Linked DNA regions of Sus scrofa: region 1 is linked to region 2. A link is a contact called in public Hi-C data. All regions are on one chromosome and are shown on one strand. The core of a region is the stretch at or near the end of the contact, and the rest is flanking DNA. Distances in the headings are between cores, read along the strand shown. Region 1 overlaps INSR (insulin receptor). Region 2 holds the start of PNPLA6 (neuropathy target esterase).

Evidence for each region. A called contact is a pair of places that touch in the nucleus more often than the background predicts.
Region 1: a Hi-C map of liver shows a contact between it and region 2, with 1.6 times the contacts expected there. The contact joins the enhancer-like site here to the promoter of PNPLA6 in region 2. A contact is called at or near these places in 1 of 5 promoter capture datasets (fetal liver) and 5 of 47 Hi-C or Micro-C datasets (alveolar macrophages, embryonic fibroblasts, heart right ventricle and 1 more).

The regions. Positions count from the first base shown.
Region 1 is chr2:71,875,689-71,882,259 of Sscrofa11.1, reverse strand. All of the region lies in intron 2 of INSR (insulin receptor), which reads right to left. Among named protein-coding and RNA genes, the nearest start is that of INSR, 82 kb to the right of the region's middle. Within about 2 kb of position 5,024, at least 4 of the 83 cell types and tissues checked have an H3K27ac peak or open chromatin away from gene starts, as enhancers often do. A contact at or near this core is called in fetal liver and liver, where this site is marked.
Region 2 is chr2:71,599,752-71,606,003 of Sscrofa11.1, reverse strand. It overlaps PNPLA6 (neuropathy target esterase), which reads left to right and starts at 3,248. Exons shown (of 35, transcript XM_013987341.2): 1 at 3,248-3,828; 2 at 4,498-4,566; 3 at 4,894-4,981; 4 at 5,152-5,234; 5 at 5,431-5,528. The coding sequence starts at 3,802. MCOLN1 (mucolipin-1) reads left to right here. Exons shown (of 14, transcript XM_003480808.4): 12 at 641-856; 13 at 2,650-2,780; 14 at 2,884-3,116. The coding sequence ends at 2,920.

The DNA of each region.
Region 1 (6,571 bases), core at 3,775-6,274, 270 kb before region 2:
CAGGCACAACCATTAACTCACTTCAGCCCCCAAACCAGTGATGTGCTTGCCAATGTTTAATAATGTCCTCAGTGATGGGGGTCGGGCAGAGAGGTTCTGCTTTATAGCATTTGCCAATTACCCTGGTGTAAATAAATACCCCCATCATGGTCCCTTTCAAGCTACCCACACCTAAAGTTACTGCATGTGGAGCCAGTAAGAGATACATATTAGCACAGCATTAAACCATACCTCTATCACATAGATACAATAGTAGCAAGAATCCTCAAAGGCATATCTAGTAGAACAATGTAAGGAGATATTAAGAAATGAGTTTTGAGTATTGATTGCTTTCGTTTTTGTTTTGTTTTGTTTTGTTTTGGCAATGCCCAAGCAGGCACAAGTTCCCAGGTCAGGGACTGAACCTCACCACAGCAGTGACCCAAGCCACAGCAATGACAACGCCAGATCCTTAATGGGCTGAGCCACTAGGGAACTCCTACCTTGGTTCTTTTAACATAATTTGTTTCACTGTAAATTGATATCATTTAAATTTTAATAACAGCTTGTTTAAGAACCAGTCTACACATTTCCTGAAAATTACACAGTTGGCTCTAGCAAGCCAGCTCCAGCATGCAGATATATATCCGTAGATAAGCAGATACATCCCGATCTCTCCTTCCTCCACTTTACCAATGGGGAAACTGAGGCACAAGGAGGTTAAGCAAATAGCCCAAAGTTCATTTACTGCTTCAACAGACATCTGCTTGCACTGATCGAGATACTGCAGCCACCATGGGAACACAGTGGCCAAAAACCCTGCCTTCAGGACCACCTGGTCTAATGGAGGAGAGAGATTCATTATTTAAAAGCACAACTACCTACACAGCAAGCATCGAGATGGAGGTAAGCGGAGGTGGCATTTCTGCTGTGACCTGTGGGTGATTACAGATGGGGAAGAAGAGGGCTATGTACATGGAGAGGCAGAGGTTGTGCACGGATTTCGTGGGTTTCTTGTTTGATGCAACTGAACTTGTCCACTAACGGCTGGACACCACCCTGATTTCCTCCAGCCCCCCGCTTTTATTTTTTTAATGACTGCACCTGCAGCATATGGAAGTTCCCAGGCTAGGGGTCAAATTGGAGCTGCAACCGCCAGTCTACACCACAGCCAGAGCAATTCAGGATCCGAGCCTATGCTGCGGCTTGCAGCAATGCCAGATTCTTAACCCACTAAGTGAGGACAGGGATTGAACCCACATCCTCACGAAGACAATGTTGGGTTCTTAGCCCACTGAGCCACAATGGGAACTCCCCTCCAGCACCTTTTACACCCCCGCTTTCTCCCAACATCTCACCAATCATCACTTCCTGATTCCCCTGGACTTTGGTGCCTCAACATCTGGCCCTGGATCTCGAGGACCAGCCCTCCCTTCCCAGGCTGCCAGGGAAATTTGTCCCTGAACAGATGGCTTCCCCGAGGCTGGAAAGATCTCGGCCAGAGCAGAGGTTGTTCCCAGGGGCCCCTTCTTTGCTTCCTCCAGATATAGCTGGGAACACGGTTTGGAGACCGGGGAGTGTTCTTCACCCCACATCTTCAGGCCCTTTGATTTGCTGCTGTCAATATGACAGTCCATGTGGAACCATTGACTGGACCCAAGGAACTGAAGCGGCTTCTTAAGCCACATTCCCACATGAACAGTCTGATGGAACTTTCTGCAAGGATGGAAATGGTCTCGATCTGTGCTGTCCAACACAGTAGCCACTTCTCCCTGGTGGCTGTTGAGTGTGGTTCATGCAACGAGGAACCAAACTTTTTTTTTTTTTTTTTCAATTGCGACAAAATATGCATAGCGTGAAACTGACCATCTTAACCATTTTCAAGTCCACAGCTCAGTGGCATTAAGCACATTCACCATGTGGTATAACCATCCCTACCATCCACCTCTAGGACCTTCTGATCTTCCCAAGCTGAAACTCCGTGCTGGTGAAACACGGACTCCCCCACCCCCTGGCCCCGACATCTAGGTCCTGTCTCTGTAGATCTGACTCCTCTACGGACCTGCTAAAGTGGAATCAGATAGTATTTGTCCTTTTGTGTCTGGCTGATTTCACTGAGCATCATATCCTCAAGGTTCATCCACAAGGTAGCAGGTGTCAGAAGTTCCTTTTGAAGAATGACAGAATTCCTGTTGGCAATATCATTGATGGGCACTTGACTATATCTTGATAAGGAGGAAAACTTATATACACAATCAGATGAATAATAAGCTTGAATTCTTGTAACTGCTTACATTTATTCAATGAAAGTCAATCACATACGTCAAGAAGGGGAGAATCCAAGCTTTGCAAAAATTCTTCCGCAAAATTTTCTAGGAGCTTTGGAGTTCTCTGGTGGTGCAGCGGGTTAAGACTTTGTCGTCGTTACTGCTGCAGCTCAGGTCACTGTTGTGGGGAGGGTTCGATCCCTGGCCCTAGAACTTCTACATGCCACTGGCATGGTCCCAAACATGTTTTTTTTTTTTTTTCTGGAATTTTAACTATCTCCAAGCTTTTCATGATCCAAAAGTGTTGGGCTGGGCTGGTGGGGGGGTACTATTGAATAAAAGATGTGAAATGTGCAAATAGTGATTAATAAAGAGATACGGTTTTGCCATTTTAAAAAATTTCTTTCCTTTTAAGGCTTAATACTGTTTCATTGTGTGTATATACCACATTTTGTTTATCTAGTCAACTGACAGGTTACTTAAACCATTTGCCTATTGTGAATAATGCTGCTGTGATCATGGGTGTACGAAATGTCCACTTTCAATTCTTTTTTTTTTTTTTTTTTTTTTTTTTTTAGGGCCACACCTGCAGCATATGGAAGTTCCCAGGCTAGGGGTCAAATAGAGCTGCAGCTGCTGACCTACGCCACAGCCACAGCAATTCCAGATATAAGCCATGTCTGTGACCTACACCAGAGCTCACAGCAATGCCAGATCCTTAACCTATTGAGCAAGGCCAGGAATTGAACCCAAGTCCTCATGGATACTACTCAGGTGCCTTTCCACTAAGCCACAACGGAACGCCTGTACAGGTTTAAAAAGGGAATCATCTGGTCGACCTGCCTGGATTTCGGCCAAATCATATCTTGTAAGATTTTGATGGCCATTATTTTTCATAAAATCCAGATAATGTTGGCTTTTCTTTTATCTCTGGGGTGATCATGTTAGTTATTACAGCATGAAAAATGCCAGTGGGGAGAAGAGGCTGTGTGGTAATTTGTGCCCCCAAATGCAGATATTATTTCCCCAAATTTTGTAACTGAAGCTTTCTGCACTTTCTTTTTCTTTTCTTCTCTTTTCTTTTTTTTTCTTCTTCAATGGCCGCAACAGAAGCATATGGAGGTTCCTGGTCCAGGAACTGAATCTGAGCTGCAGCTGCAACTTACACCACAGCTGTGGCAATGCTGAATGCCACCCACTGCGCCGAGCTGGGGATGGAACCTGCACCTCCACATCAACTCGAGCTGCCGCCGTCAGGTTCTTAACCCACTGTGCCACAGCGGGAACTCCTGGGATTTCTCTTTTTAATTTTTTTGAGGAACCACCATCCCATTTTCCATAGCCGCTGTGCCATTTTACATGCCAAGTATACACGAGGCTCCAATTTCTACTGAGGAACCAAACTTTCAACGGCCTTTCACTTTTAATTTTTTTATCTTTCTTTTGGGGCCGCCTTGTGGCATATGGAGTTCCCAGGCCAGGGATCAGAGTTGAGCCACAGCTGCGTCTTAGGCAGCTGCAGCAACACAGGATCCTTAGCCCACTGTGCTGGATGGGGTATCGAACTTTCATTTCAGTGCTGCAGAGATCCTGCTCATCCCATTGCGCCACAGCGGGAACTCCTCAGTTTTAATCTTATTAGCCACGGCTGGCTACTGGTTTTAGAATAGCACAGCAGAGGCTTAGAGAATACAAATAAACTCCTTACCAAAGCTACAGGTGTCATGTGTCTTGTGCCTGCTGGCCTCTCTGAGTCCTCCTCGCAGCCCCAGGCAGCAGCCACTCCAGCCTCCTTCCTGGCCCTCCCACAGCCAGCCTCAGCCCTACCTCAGGACGTTTGCATCTGCTGCTCTGGCTTATTCCCATATCCTCCTCGACCTTCAGGTCTCAACCCCTTAGAAAGACCTCCCCTGACCTCCCTTGGAAGTCACTCTCGCCTTCTCAAAACCACTTTGAACACATGAGCTTATAACATTTTTCCTTCAGCACATTATCACTCTTGAAAGTTATCTGGGGCGCTTGTTGACTGTCTGTCTACGAAGCTAGGGGCCAGGGCCACGATGGCTCCATTTACACACACTCCTAGGACAGGGCCTTGCACCCAGCAGGGATTCAGCAGAACCATGTCCAAATAGACAGAGAGGAAGCCAGAGAAAGGCCTTTGGGGCTGTTCTAGGTCCCCAGTGTTTAGCCAGGGGCTCAGGAATTGACCCAAGAACTCTCAGTTGCAGGAGCTCCACAAACACCATGCAAAATTACAGGGAAATTTTGGAGCACCTATGCATAGGTGCATATTCTGATTCTCTACATGGATCCAAAAAGAAGGAAGAAGTTGTTCATCAGAGCAGGCTGGGGTTAACCTACCAATGTTGGTGTCAGCTTTTTACAGTTTATATACCTCCTTCCCCTTAGGTCTATTTTTTTTTCTTTTTGTCTTTTGACTTTTTAGGGCCTCACCCACAGTATACAGAGGTTCCCAGGCTAGGGGTTGAATCAGAGCTATAGCTGCCGGCCTACACCACAGCCACAGCAATGCGGGATCCGAGCCGCATCTGCAACCTACACCACAGCTCACGGCAATGCCGGATCCTTAATCCACTGAGCGAGGCCAGGGATCGAATCCACATCTTCATGGATACTAGTCGGGTTGGTTAACCACTGAGCCACGATGGGAACTCCTCCTTTTAGATTCTTACTTAATTCTAACAAAGACCCTGCCAGGGAACGAGACGCCTCTCCTCGGCTGAGACGCCACGGGGCCACAACCAGAACTTTGATCTTCTGGCTCTGAACCCGACATTCCTGGGCCCAAAGAAGGTCACGGCTGTCCACAGGGTCCACCTAGCTGGGTGTGTGTGTGTGTGTGTGTGTGACATGCACACAGCTTTCCACGCCACAAGCACGCCAGGAAGCGTTCTCTAAAAGACCAGAGACAGCCTGAGTTTTCTTGCCTGAACAATGGCAACTGACAATAACCTCTGGACTCCTTCTCACACCTGTCAGTGAGATGTGGGTAGAGTTCTTTGCTAAACACATCGTAGCTTTGATATAAATCAGCTCTGAGGGCCTTAGAATTGTTACCATCATTATGAATAACCTGTTGGATCATTCCAAGGGTTGGGAATCAATGGCAGGAAGCAATATAGGAGGCAGAGAATTTTCTAGGGCTTGTGAAGTCTCCGCCTCTGGGAAGGAACATGTGAGAACAGGAAGACGCCTGTTTCCTGGGCTAGGGCCACATCTGAGCATCAGCCCTTGAGTTCAAAAGAGGGGTCAGCAAAGACCCAACAAAAACTTCCCAAACACATAAGCCTTCCGCCCAGACAATGCTAAGAAAAATGATCCAACACTCGCAAACAAGGCCAAAGCCTAGGGACAGGGCTGTTCAGTCCTCCAGAGCCCTGCCTCAGAGGCCCATCTGAGAATGGTTTCATTCTCCAGAGCAGGAGCTGACCAATTTTCCTTTTTGGGGGGAGGGGGGAGGTAGAAGATCCCAGGGCAAACGTTTGGACCCAAGCACATTGTGTCAATAAAACTTTATTGACCAAAGATCTTTCGACAACTTCTCCCCCACTGAAACTTACCTGTGATGGACTTACTATTTCTATTAGGGCCTCAACTCTGGGAAGCCAGATATCAACAGATAAATGGATATGCTGTAAGTCATTTTTATCCCGTAGAAGCAATAACCTCCAAGAATGACAGGTTTTCTGCCCCTGGGACATTAAGCATCTCTGTATCTAACTCTGCAATCCTATTTCAGGGATGATAAACACTTTGGCTTTACCATCCAACTGGTGGCCCTCACCAAAGGGTTAAAAGTGTTGACAGGTGTTCTTTGGTGTTTTTTGTTTGTTTGCTTCTTTTGCATAAGAGGTGGATGGGCTTGTTTTTTTTTTTTAAACTTTTGAAGACTCTCCTTTGATAATGATAAGCCACCTCTGGGTGGCTCCCACTCTGTTTCCAAGTACTTTATCTTATTTAATAGAAATGCCACTGGGAGTACCCACCTCCCTCTCTCCCCCTCCCCACCTTTACCTCCCCTGGAGGGGGGGGTGCATATTGAATCCAGCCACTACCTCCCAGCAGCGCTGGCTCAGGGGATGACCCCTCGAGGCTGTTTCTGCCTGAGAGGACAGCAGCCTTTTCGATAAAACTAGAGAAAAACTCCAAGCAGTCTGGGAGCTACTGACCTACCCAGGACAGGTGCATGCCCTCCCTGTAGGTAGGGCCCATCCACCTAGTCCTCTCAGAGACCACCTCTCCCCCTAAAAACACACAAGTTCCTTGTCCATCCATCACCCAACCCCCACCCCCACCCCCAC
Region 2 (6,252 bases), core at 1,999-4,498:
AGGGGTCTCTGGCTCCCCTTCCTACCTCCTGAGCCCTCTGACTCCTGGTCTATCTATTGTTGACTTGGTGACACTGAGCAACTCACCTTGACCCCTGATACCTTACCAGCAAATCTTCAGCAGTTCTGCCCACTGTCCCCTCTAACCACCAATGACCTTGGCCTTGACCCTATGGCCTTGTCATTTTTCAGTGACCTACCCTCCCAAGTGGCCCCATCGTGACTCCTGTCCCCACTTTTTTTTGGTTTGTCTTTTTAGGGCCACACCCACAGCATATGGAGGTTCCCAGGCTAGGCGTCTCCCAGGCTAGAGTTATAACTGCCGGCCTACACCACAGCCACAGCAACACCAGATCTGAGCTGCGTCTGCAACCTACACCACAGCTCACGGCAACGCCGGATCCTTAACCCACTGAGCAAGGCCAGGGATCGAACCCAAAACCTCATGGTTCCTAGTTGGATTTGTTTCCACTGTCCCACAACGGGAACTTCCCCACTGCCCCTTCTGACCCCCAATCCCCCTTCACCCCCAGTCTCACCCACAGCTCCTGGTACTCTGTCCCCACTGACCCTTCCATCCCCCCCCAAACCCCCACCCTAGCCACGCCAACAACTCCCTCTGACCCCCTAACCCCTTGCAGTTCCGCTCGCTGTCCATGGTGTCCGAGTGCCTGTTTTCACTCATCAACGGGGACGACATGTTCGTGACATTTGCAGCGATGCAGGCCCAGCAGGGTCGCAGCAGCCTGGTCTGGCTCTTCTCCCAGCTCTACCTGTACTCCTTCATCAGCCTCTTCATCTACATGGTGCTTAGCCTCTTCATCGCGCTCATCACTGGGGCCTACGACACCATCAAGGTCAGCTGCCTGCCCACGCGCCTCTTCCTGGCCTGCCTCCCTGGAGGGGGTGGGGCGACCCACACGTGTGCACACACAGCCCCACACTCTGAGTTCCTTGCAATTGGCCATGGCTGGGTGTGGAGAGAAGGACCCAGGGAGGGAACGTGGTCGATTTTATGAGGCCAAAGGAGAGGGCGGCTCAGAATTGGGGGGCCCAGGAAGGGCTGATAACCGTCCCTGTCATAGGCGCCACATGCTGTTTTATTAAAGTGTGGGGCCCAGGCCAGGTAGGGCTCCTACATCTGCTTTTACCCACAGGGAAACCAAGTCATAGAATTTCAGTGTCTTGCCCAAGGTCACCTACAAAGCACACGGTGGAACCTGGCTCAGTGCAGGACTGTCTGATCTGGAAGCCCTGCTCCCATCCCCTCTGTCCTATGGGAGCTGCTTGGATCCAGGGACCCAGCAGTCATCCTGCAGGCTGCAGGGGTCGGAGTAGATCATGGGCGTGGCAGATAGAATCTTTTAACCAACATGTTCCAGGGGCTGTTGGTGTGCCAAGCCTTGTGCCGGGCACTGGGCCTCTAGGAAAGCAGACGTACACGGTCTGTCCAAGACCGTGGGCAGGATGGATCATGCACAAGCAGGAGTAAGACAACCGTAAAGGAGGTATGGAAGGTTACAGAGGACCCCTGCTTTACTCTGGTATTGGGGTGAATCCAGGAAAGTTTTTAGAATGTGCTGTCCAACACGGGTCTTTAGCTACTTGTGACTATTTAAAATCTGATTCTGTGGAATTCCCATCATGGCTCAGGTGGAAACGAAATCCGACGAGGAACCATGAGGTTTGGAGTTCGATCCCTGGCCTGGCTCAGTGGGTTAAGGATCTGGCGTTGCCATGAGGATCTGGCCTTGCTGTGGCTGTGGTGTGGGCTGGCAGCTACAGCTCTGATTCAGCCCCTACCTAGCCTGGGAACTTCCATATGCCTTGAGTGAGGGCCTAAAAAGACAAAAAAAAAAAAAAAAAAAAAAATCTGATTCTAATGAAAATGAAATACAGTTCTGAATTCAGTTCCTCACTGACACCATCTCCATAGCAAGCGCCCCAAAGCCAATGTGGCTAGTAGCTACCATATATGGACAGCAGAGATAGTGAACATTTTCATCATGTCAGAACTAAATTGATGAGACAGGAGCCCTGGGGTGGGGGGGGGGGTAGAGAGAGCACGCAGCAGGGAGAAGGAATAGCCAAAGCCAAGCCTTTGTTGTAGCCAGAAAGGACTTGGAGAAGTGAGAGTGGCCCCTGACCCCATGAGCTTGGGATAACATTGTCAGAACATTTACTGGAACCGGGGATGCAGATGCCTGGATACAGCCAGCCCACAGGACGCTTCTGTCACCCAGGCTCAAGGAGCAGATCTTGGTCTAGCACTTAAAGATCACACACTTAAAAAAAAAAAAAAATCACACACGTGTGTCAGTGCTGGGTGTACAAGCCCAGACTTTGCTCCCGCTGTGTGTTCCCAAGTCAGTAGATGGTTGTCAAGCACCTAGATTGGGTCAGGTATGGCTCTCGGTGTTGGAGTCACAGCAGAAGGCACCAGGTGACGGAGAGTCAGGGGTATGCCTACAATCAGTGGTCAGCAAAGCAAACCATGAACAGCAGGTGGAGGGCGCCAGTGCCAAGGCGCAGACGTGAGAGGGCCGGGAGGAACCAGAGACTGGAGAGGAGGGGTAGATGAGGGCCTATGTTAAGAGCCTGGGAAGTCCGAGGCCACTTTCATGCCGGGCCACCGGGCATCTCTCCCCAGCACCCGGGCGGAACAGGCGCGGAGGAGAGTGAACTCCAGGCCTACATTGCACAGTGCCAGGACAGCCCCACCTCCGGCAAATTCCGTCGCGGGAGCGGCTCTGCCTGCAGCCTCCTCTGCTGCTGCGGCCGGTTAGAGACTGGGTTGGCTCGGGTTTGGGATTGGCTGAGGGAAGGGAAGCGCGCCAGAGGGAACTGATGCCTTCCGCCTCCGCTGACACTGCCTTTCCTCCAGAGATGCTTCGGAGGAGCATTCGCTGCTGGTGAATTGACTGGGACCAGACTGCAGCTGGACATTAGCCCCCGGACTGCGGAGACCCATGCTTATTTATTTTTAGCCTTTGCTTTTAAGGATCGGCCCCCGACTGTGCCCTGTGAGGGCCTGGGACAGTCGGGTCGGACATTAGAGTGGGACTGGGGTAGGGTGAGTGTTAAATAAACGGGAAAATAAACTTGTTCTCATTTCTAGCGGGAGGGGCGTTCCCTGTGCCACCTGGTCTCGGTCCCTTTAAGGCATCGCCACATTCTGCTTGGCCCGCTCCACGCGACCTTCCAAGCATGGCAGGGGGCGGGGCTGCGGGGCGCCCTGCGGTGAATAATTTAAAGGGGCCGCGCCGGCGGCGCTGGGCGGAACGCTAGTGGAGTTGGCGCAGAGTGGACCCCGGCTGCAGCCCCTGGGTGAGTCCGGGTTTCCTTCGTCCCCCGCAGTGGCGTCCCTTCGGGGGTCGTTAGCGAGTCCTTGGCATTCCCAAGATCTGTCCACCGATTCCCAGTAGCCCTTGATGTTCTGACGCTCCCATCCCCCCAGCTCCCGACAAGTGTTTTCGCATCGGTAGCCAGGTGCGCCCCACAGTAGAAGGGGACTAGACCCCCGCAAATTTTCCAGGTAGTGTCTCAAGGGCCAAGTGACTCCCAAATTTCTATTAATACTCCAGAAGCAGCCTCAGCCTCCCAGAAAACTCTCAGTAATATTACAGTATTCGTCGGTATCATGCTTGAATGACTCCAGAGACGTGCCCATTCAGGTTCCGGTCTTCCCAGTAATAGTCCTGTGGTCCTCAGAATCTTAGTAACTTTCCAGCGATCACGAGTAATTCCAGCGTCCCTGGTTACGTATCCCAGCAATGGCGCCAGCATCGCTCGCAGAATCTCAATGATGCTCTGCACCGTCAAAGACCCGGTAACTTTACTGTTATGTGACAGTAAATCTCCAGCATCAACCAGTAACACTTTAAGAGCCCACCCAACTCCGAGCGTCCCACTGTCCTTCCGAGCGCTTGACACTGCCCTACGACCCCTTGTGTGGCTGCTCCCAGCAGCACTCCCGCTGTGCTCCAGCTCCCGTACTTCCCTGGAGCCAGGCATCTCCCCAACCCCAAGACTCGTCGGTCCTATTTTCCTGAGGGAGGGCATCCAGTCTTCGCAGGGGGCGCAGGGGTGCGGCCTAGGGCTCGGTGGGTCACGATTGATCAGTTCCGCAGAGGCTGGGGATGGGGCCACCTGCTGGAGGGAGCGGTGTCCTTCAGGGACCTGTTCACTGGCTGCGGACAGTGAGTGCCGAGCTGACTGCCCTTTGGCCCCTGGGTGGAGCTGGGTAAGTGTGGCATGAGGTCCGCCTAGTGCATAGGTAAGAGGAGCCTGGCTGTGAGCCGGGGACCTACCTCACTCCCTGGCTCGGGCCCTGAGATCAATTTGCCCCACCCTTGTGTTCCGCAGCGCCCTTCGAGCTGTCTGTCCCCCAGTTGGCAGCCAGCCGGGCTGTAGTACAAAGGGGGCAGGGCTTTCAGCAGGGGAGGGGAGGGCCCAAAGTGAGGATTTGCACTGGTTCCTCCTGCTTTTTATTCCTCAGGACTTCAGATTACCAGACCTGACGCCCAGCCAGAGGCAACTGATGGAGGCCCCTCTGCAAACCGGAGTGGTAAGGTTGGAGTGCTGCGCTGCGGGAACTACAATTCCCGACGTGCTCAGCGCTTATCATCGCGGTCCCGCGATAACCAGACTGTCTGTTCAGGCGGAACTACGTTTCCCGGCGTGCACTGCGGGCCGCTGAGCCGCAAAAAGAGTTGACCCCCAGAGAAGGGAGCTGCGCTTGCCCATTTTGCAGATGGGGTCATCAAGGCCCGCATCGCCTGTGGTTTCGGGACCTGAACTGGCTCAGTGGAATGGGGTCTCGGGCGTCTCGGTCCTTGAGGGAGGCCCGGCAGGTCGTATATGCGATGCGCAGCCAGTGCCTTTCGTCCCTCAGGTGCTGGGCGTGATGATCGGGGCTGGAGTCGCGGTGCTGGTCACGGCCGTGCTCATCCTCCTGCTGGTGCGGAGGCTTCGAGTGCCGAGTGAGGACCCGGAGGGCCTTCTGGGGGTGCTGAGGGATGGGAAGCTGAAACGCCTGGGTCCCTGAGACTGTAGAGATAGGATTTGCTGGAGTTTTCGCGCCGTGTTCCCATCACTGCCTGGGCGGAGTATGCGTAGAGCTCAGAATGCCCCTCTCCGCACTTTTCCCTAGAAACCCCAGCCCCGGATGGCCCGAGGTATCGATTCCGGAAGAGAGACAAAGTACTTTTCTATGGCCGGAAGATTATGCGGAAGGTGAGTCTGGGACCCCCTAGGGCTCCCACTGGCCACACGGAGGTCCCGCCTTTTGTCTAGTTAATACTTCTTAGCCCGCCGCCCTCCTTGATCTAGGGCCTCTGGATCCGCCCCACCCCCGCCCCGCCCCACCTTCCCTAGGGTCTGAATTGGCAGTTGACCCATCTCTCTCCCCCACACCGCTTAACCCTCCCAGGTATCACAATCCACTTCTTCCCTGGTGGACGCCTCGGTCTCCACCGCTTCCCGGCCACGAATGAAGAAAAAACTTAAGATGCTCAACATCGCCAAGAAGTAAGGCTATGCTGTGGGCACCTGGCGCTGGGGGCTAAATCCGGGGATTTTTGAGTGGTCAGCCCACAACGAAAGGCGTATCTCAGGCTGCTTTGAACCCCAGGGCCTGGTCTTAGGAGTCTTCTCACATCAGAGGGACTATTTCAGAGCTCTCCTGCACTAGACAGGCTGTCTCTGTCTCCTGAGGGCTCTCTGAGTGATGTTTCCCTGCCACAGTGGTATCTGTGAATTATTTAATCCCCAATAGCTATCTCGGATGTCTTGTCTTACACTTAGGGGTCAAATCTGGGGTCTTCCCACATGAGACAGTTTATTCCAGGGTGTTTCATTGGGGTCATCTCAGGTGTTTCTAGGACCTGCTGGATGAGCTGTCTCTAGTTTTTGTTTTCTCGGGTTGATCTCATCAGTCTCTCTCCATCAGAAAGCATCTCTCTACGGCACCTCCCTTGGAGTTCTTCGTACACTGCAGAGGCTCTATTAGGGGTTTCTGTTCCTCAGGAGTTATCACAAGAATATTTTTGTGCTGGAGACAGAGGAAGGGTATCTTAGGATATGTCATCAGCAAAGGGCTACTTCAGGGTCTCTGAGAAAGGTTTTCCCAGTGATCCTTCTGAGTTGGGAGCTGGCTTTGGGGTCTCTTGACATCATAGGGTCTCTCTCTCTCTCTCTTTTTAAATTTTTTGGGGAGTATAATTGACTTACAAAGTTGTGTTGGTTTCACGTG